2 separate regions of the Sus scrofa genome follow, and region 1 is linked to region 2. The links are chromatin contacts, called in public Hi-C maps. All regions are on one chromosome and are shown on one strand. The core of a region is the stretch at or near the end of the contact, and the rest is flanking DNA. Distances in the headings are between cores, read along the strand shown.

Region 1 (3,263 bases), core at 96-2,595, 450 kb after region 2:
GAAGGAACAGACCCCACCACTCCCCACCCCATCCTTTAGCTCACCACAACCACAGCCACCTGTCAGCCTCACGATTCTGCGCCCTCAGATCCAAGCTGCCACAACCACCTGGGGGTGAGCATGTGTTATAAACCCTGTTTGTGGAGCTCCCTGGTGGCTCAGTGGGTTAAGGATTCAGCAGCATTGTCACTGCTGTGGCTCAGGTCCAATCCCTGGCCCTGGAACCTCCACGTGCCTCGGACATGGCAAAAAATCAATCAATCAATAAAAACTCAATTTCTTATCCTCGCCATCTCAAATGTCATCTTCAATCATCAGTGTATCCAGGCTTGCTTATATAAGCTAGCTTCCACATCCCTGGCACTAATAACAGCCTCTGTGTATTGATGATTCAGTATATGAGGCACTGGGATAAGCCTTACCAGTATTATTCGCTGGGGCCTTATAACAGCTCTCTGGGGAGGGGGGTGCTGTTCTGATTTTTAGAGGTATGGAGATGGTTCAATAACCCGCTGAGGGCACCCAGGGGCAGGAAGCAAATCCAGAGAGGCTGATTTCAGAGCCCACGTTTTTCTGGCCTCACCCAGGACTCCAGAACAGACACAATATTCCAACCATCTCCACACAGGCCAATCCTGCTTGTCTCAACTCTGACTTCCTAGGGGGCGTCGTCCCTCTGCCTGGCTCAGCGCCGTGTCAGGGTGATGAGCAAGAGCAGGGCCCCATCCTCGCTGCAGCCTTAGTTAGCGCCTTCATGAGGGTCCTCCCGACCCAACAACTCAGTGGCCAGCCAGTGGCCTGCCATGACCCAGCTGTGTAACTTGGCTAACCCTATGTCCAAGCACCTCCAGCTTCTAGGGATTCCTGTGCTGGGCTGGACTGTCCCTGTTCCCACTTAACTCTACTACCCTTTTTAATTGTAGCTACATGTCAACCTTGTCCACACAACATGCCAGGACCATCCTTCCCTGAGAACTGCTGTGAAAATGAGAGATATCCACCACCCCACACACACACAGACACAAAAGGGCAGAGTTTAAAAGGACCCCGTGTGCTCAGCCTTGAGCAAATGTCACCATGGGGAGCCGAGGTGACAGTTTTCTAACACGGGAAGAATGCACGTCAGAGACAGGGGTCCGTTTTCCTCTCCTCAGCAAGCCCAGAACAAGCAGGACCGGCTCAGGTTTCAGCCGAGAGAGCATCTGTCTTGTGTTTGAGCCAAAGGAGAGAAGGAGCTGCCAGCGGCTGGTGACATCATCTTCCCCCCCTCCAGAGGCTCAGGATGAGATCATGGCAGCCAGGCTCCCTTTCCAGGAGACACATACTGGTGCCCGGACCACAAGGATCTGATGTTGGTGGCTCTGCGAGGGCTCTCGCGGTCACCTGGACAACCTTCCTCCTGGACAGGGGAGGCGCTGACTCACCATCACGGATCGTGTTCTATTTAGATACTCTGGAATCACAGGGATGGCATGCAGCTCTACAAAATGCCTCAAACCAGCCAGCATCTGTTTCAGGGAGAAGCCCATTTATTCCCCTCCCAAAGCAGGCTCCTATCTCCTTGGTACCAGCAGCAGCCATCACATCTGTAACAGCTCTGAGCAACCCCGTACTTCCTCTGCACCAGCACATCCTTATTCAGGCCTCATCATTGTCTGAAGGCCCATTTTACATATGGAGAAACTGAGCCCCAAAGAAGCTTACTGATCTGCCCACAACCCCGCTGCTGGTCATGTCCAAGGTGAAATTTGAGCCAAGTTCTCTGACTTTATGAGAAAGCCTATACGTGGCCAGGAACAAAGTATGTATGTCAGATGCCTGACCAGGAATTGATCCAAACGTGGTCCCTGCCCCAGACCCTCTGGAGCCCATAGGGTTTGATCCCTTGATCATGTTCAGTAAAATGCATAATAGATACTTTTAAAAATCAGCCTCTGGAGTTCCCATCGTGGCTCAGCGAAAACAAATCTGACTAGAAACCATGAGGTTGCAGGTTCAATCCCTGGCCTCACTCAGTGGGTTAAGGATCTGGCGTTACCATGAGCTGTGGTGTAGGTAGCAGACACAGCTCGGTTCTGGCATTGCTGTGGCTATGGCGTAGGCCAGCAGCCATAGCTCCAATTCAACCCCTAGCATGGGAATATCCATATGCCACAGATGCAGCCCTAAAAAGCCAATAAATAAATAAATAAATAATCAGCCTCTCTGCATCCTCGCCCCCCACCCCCACTGCTCCAGATCGACCAACACTTAAAATCCAGTCTCTCCCAGAAGCCCCCACACCATGTTCCATCTACACCACCCCATGCCTGTCCCTGAGGATCCCACCACTGGCCTGGATGGGCTGACAGGCAGTGTGGATGTCCTTCACTCTACATCACCCACTCAAAATGTAACGGCCCAGGGTTTCTACAGCACCTCTCCAGCCACTAAGCAGCATGTGGCTTTAACCTTCACAGACACTCTCGCCGGAGGGCCCCTGAAGGCTGCTGTGATCGGATGGGCTCCCATGCAAATGTCATGGCTTCAGAGAACCCTGAGCAGATGTCTGTCCCATCTACTCCACAAGGCAAGTCTAGGCCCATCTGCTTTCTCTCCTTCTGCCTCCTTCTGGAGTCTGGAAAATGGCTGCAACAGTTTCTATCACGGACTCGGGAGAAGTATTTTCCTCAGCACTTCACTGCAGCCATCTAGGGCCCTCGGCCTCACCCCAGTGCCTGCGTCACAAGGCTCTCCCCAGGCCTCTCAGACTCAGACCATTCGGCGAAGGGGACCCACTGGGCCACTCCAGACCCAGATCTTCAGGACTGAACACGCATCCATGCTTTGAAAGAGCACGGAAAGCAGGGCCCACGGGCAGGCAGTGGGTGCTGGCTCAGGACTGAGTGTCATAGCTGCACCCATGGGTGGGAAAGGCAGTGTGTCGGGGAGCTTGGTCAGGCAGGCTTCCCGTGAGTGGGCCAGGGCAGACCTGGTGGGAGGGAGTGAGGAAGGACAGTCCTGCTATTCAGACACCTGAGAGAGAAGCTGGGCTGAAGCCACAGATGAACTTTTGTGGGTGTCTTAATTCTGCTTCCAGCTTCACCAGGCTCAGTGGCACTTAAGAGATGCAAAGAGATGGGGAGGGGGCCGGTGCTGCACCCTGGGGAGGAGGGAGCCTTCCTGAGCTTTTCTCTCCTGGCTGCTTTTTCCAAAGTAAAATATTGGAGGGGGTGCAGGGAATGGAAGCAGAGATGGCTTCCTGAGGTCTGGCCTCATGGACT
Region 2 (3,264 bases), core at 23-2,522:
CAAAGGCTGTTTGGTGGGAGCTGACCCCAGCCAGGGAGTCAGCCACCATCACGGTCACTTGCTTTTGGCATCACCAAGGCAGACAGGGCTGGGGTGGGGAGGAGAAGCAAGATTTCTGGAGGAAAAGAAAAGGGGCTCCAGGTGTGCTCTGCTGGGAGCCCATCAGTGGGGAAAGCTGGAGGCAGCAACTAGCTGTCATAGTCGCAGCATCCTATGGGGTGGATTAGCAATGCATAGCTGGCTTTCTCTTCTGGTCCCAAGTTGGAAGTGGGGACAACAGTTAGGGAAACTAATTGGTTTTAACTACCTCCTGGCAGTTTGGGACCAACTGCTATGAAGTCATTTGGCTTCCTTAGCTGGTTGTTGCATACTCTGGGTCCAAGTTCTTTCTCTGTTTTTAGGGCCGCACCTGTGGCTCATGGAAGTTCCCAGGCTAGGGGTTAAATCAGAGCTGTAGCTGCTGGCCTACGACACAGCCACAGCAACAGCAACACCAGATCTGAGCCGCATCTGCAACCAACACTGCAGCTCAAGGCAATGCCAGATCCTTTAACCCACTGAGGGAAGCCAGAAATTGAATCCTCATCCTCATGGATACTAGTTGGGTTCTTAACCTGCTGAGTCACAACGGGAAGTCCCGGAGCTCTTTCTAATACATGGTCTGGCCATGATCCATAGGTATGTTCAGTCTCAGAGTGTATACAAGACTGTCGTCTTCCAGAACCTGCTTAGCATTCATAAGAAGTTGAACAGGCATTCCCGTTGTGTCCTAGCAGGTTAAGAACCTGACTAGGAGCCATGAGGATGCAGGTTCGATCCCTGGCCCGACTCAGTGGGTTAAGGATTCAGCATTGCCACAGCTTAGGTCACCGATGTGGCTCAGATCCAGTGTTGCTGTGGGCAGTGGGCGAAGGAAAGTCATCTTTTTTTGCAAATAGCCACAGGTGGAAATTCAGGGTGATTTTGAGAGAACTGAGTTCAAGGGCTTCCCTATCAACTGCTGCTTGGACCCACCTGAAGGTCATCTGCTGGGAACAGTGGATTGTAAATTGGAGGCCAGCTCTGGGTCCTGGGTGGGTCAGAATGCAAACCATGAAGTGCACCAAGGTAGCCTGTAGATACACCCAACTCAGGAATCCCGGTCTTCACCAAACCCTCCGAAGGCTGAACTTCACTGCCTTATCTTCAGACTTGCTGCTTTTACCAAGAACAGAGTTACTGAGAAGGCAGTCAAGGCCGATCTATTTTTAACCAGGCGACCAAGCCCGAAGACAAGAACGCTGTCCCTGGTGATGGAATGTCACATCCCTTGCAGCAGGTGGTGGCTTCTGACAGGCCGTGGTCCAGATGGCAGCCAACTCCACCCACCCGTCAGGCAGGCGACAGTGTTTCCAGACGTACTCCTTGTTTAGACAAGGCATTTCTGCCTGCAGTAACATGCCTTCAAGCAGCAAAAGGATTCTAGATCTTTCCAGAGGTCACGGACTGGAGGCTCAGAGGCCACATTCAGTCTGGAGAGTGTGTTTTACTTGGCACACATGTGTTTACGTTTTTAAACTACTTGTCAAGATTTAAAAATCAGGAGCTTGGCTTTCACATTTAAAAAAAAAAAAAAAAAACATGTATTTTTCCAACTTCTCCTAGAAAATGGGATGATCTGGTCACACTGGGCCATCTTCCCACCCGAGGATGCTCAGAAGAAGAGCAGCTGCCTATTCTCTTCTCCACCATAGTCCCCGTTTGGCCTTCAGTTTTTCTCTGTTTGTCATTGTTATGGACCAGATGTCCCCCCCCTCAAATTCATATGTTGAAATCCTAACCCCCCCACCCGACGTGATGGTGTCAGGAACTGGGACCTCCGGGAATTAATTTGGTTATAAGGACAGAACCCTCATGAATGGGCTTAGTGCCCTAATGGGAGAAGCCCCATCTCTGGTCCTCTTTCTGCTGTGTGAGGACACAATAAGAATATAGCTTGGAGCTCCTGTTGTGGTTCAGCAGAAACAAATCTGACTAGTATCCATGAGGACTCAGGCTTGATTCCTGGCCTCACTCAGTGGGTTAAGGATCCGGCAATGCCATGAGCTGTGGTGTAGGTTGAAGAAGCAGCTCAGATCTGGTGTTGCTGTGGCTGTAGCGCAGGCCATCCGTTACAGCTATGATTTGACCCTGGGCCTGGGAACTTCCATATGCCATGGGTACGGCCCTAAAAAGACAAAAAAAAAAAAAAGGGACTATAGCAGTCTGGGAGTTCCCTGGTGGTCTAGTGGTTAGGATTTGGCACTTTCACCACTATAGCCTGGGTTCAATCCCTGGTCTGAGAACTGAGATCCCACATCAAGCCCCTGCAGCCTGGGGCAACAAAAGAAAAGAAAAGAATATAGCAGTCTACTGCCCAGAAGAAGGTCTTCACCAGAACCTGACCATACTGGCATCCAGAATGGAGACCCCTCACCCAGGGTGCTGTGCCTGGTGGCGCTGGGGACACTCTTTGATAAAAAGGAAATGGGAAAATAATTTTGAAAATGATTTTGAAAATGCTCTCACAGATGGCAGAGAAATGCTGTGTCGTTGTGGAGTCCTTATTCTGTCCTAGGCCCTGCTCTCAGCACCTGCTGGCCTTTCCTTCATTTAATCTCCATTATAACCTATCAGGTAGCAACTATTATGATTTCTGCTTTGCAGATACAGATTATTCTTTTCCCTTTTTTTTTTTTTTTTTTTTTTGCTTTTTAGGACCACACCCACGGCATATGGAAGTTTCCAGGCTTGGGGTCGAATCGGAGTTCCAGCTGCTGGCCTATATCACAGCCACAGCAACCTGGGATCTGAGCTGAATCTGTGACCTACACCACAGCTCCCGGCAATGCCGGATCCTCAATGCACTAATCGAGGCCAGGGATGGAACCTGCATCCTCATGGATACTCCTCAGGGTCTTAACCTGCTGAGCTACTATGGGAACTCCAGATACAGATTATTCTTAGCTCGGAGTGGTCTGGATGTTGTAAAACACCCTCAAGGACCGCATGGCCTCCAAAATAGCACCACTCTGGGCTGCATATGTGATGGGACAGAGGAACCATCTCTCCCCACACACACCCCCTGCTTTCCTGGGGTCTCCTAATCTGTGCAGGCCTGATGTGAGGGCTGGACAGGATTCAGCAAAGAAGCATGCCTCTGTTAGTCCCCTCTCCCTGCATAAAGTCATTGCAAAAGGTTAAAACTGCACAGAGCTCATCATGGCAAAGCTTAGATTCAAACCA

Evidence for each region. Hi-C and Micro-C count contacts between places; a contact is called where the count stands out from the background.
Region 1: a contact with region 2 is called in a Hi-C map of skeletal muscle, with 10 times the contacts expected there. The contact joins two enhancer-like sites. A contact is called at or near these places in 3 of 47 Hi-C or Micro-C datasets (embryonic fibroblasts and skeletal muscle) and 1 of 2 datasets of contacts at active chromatin or transcription factors (skeletal muscle).

The regions. Positions count from the first base shown.
Region 1 is chr3:45,480,941-45,484,203 of Sscrofa11.1, forward strand. All of the region lies in intron 9 of ACOXL (acyl-coenzyme A oxidase-like protein), which reads right to left. Among named protein-coding and RNA genes, the nearest start is that of ACOXL, 80 kb to the right of the region's middle. Within about 2 kb of position 1,346, at least 20 of the 83 cell types and tissues checked have an H3K27ac peak or open chromatin away from gene starts, as enhancers often do. A contact at or near this core is called in skeletal muscle, where this site is marked.
Region 2 is chr3:45,028,664-45,031,927 of Sscrofa11.1, forward strand. The region is part of intron 4 of LOC106509733 (a long non-coding RNA gene); the gene reads left to right. Among named protein-coding and RNA genes, the nearest start is that of BCL2L11, 170 kb to the right of the region's middle. Within about 2 kb of position 1,273, at least 12 of the 83 cell types and tissues checked have an H3K27ac peak or open chromatin away from gene starts, as enhancers often do. A contact at or near this core is called in skeletal muscle, where this site is marked.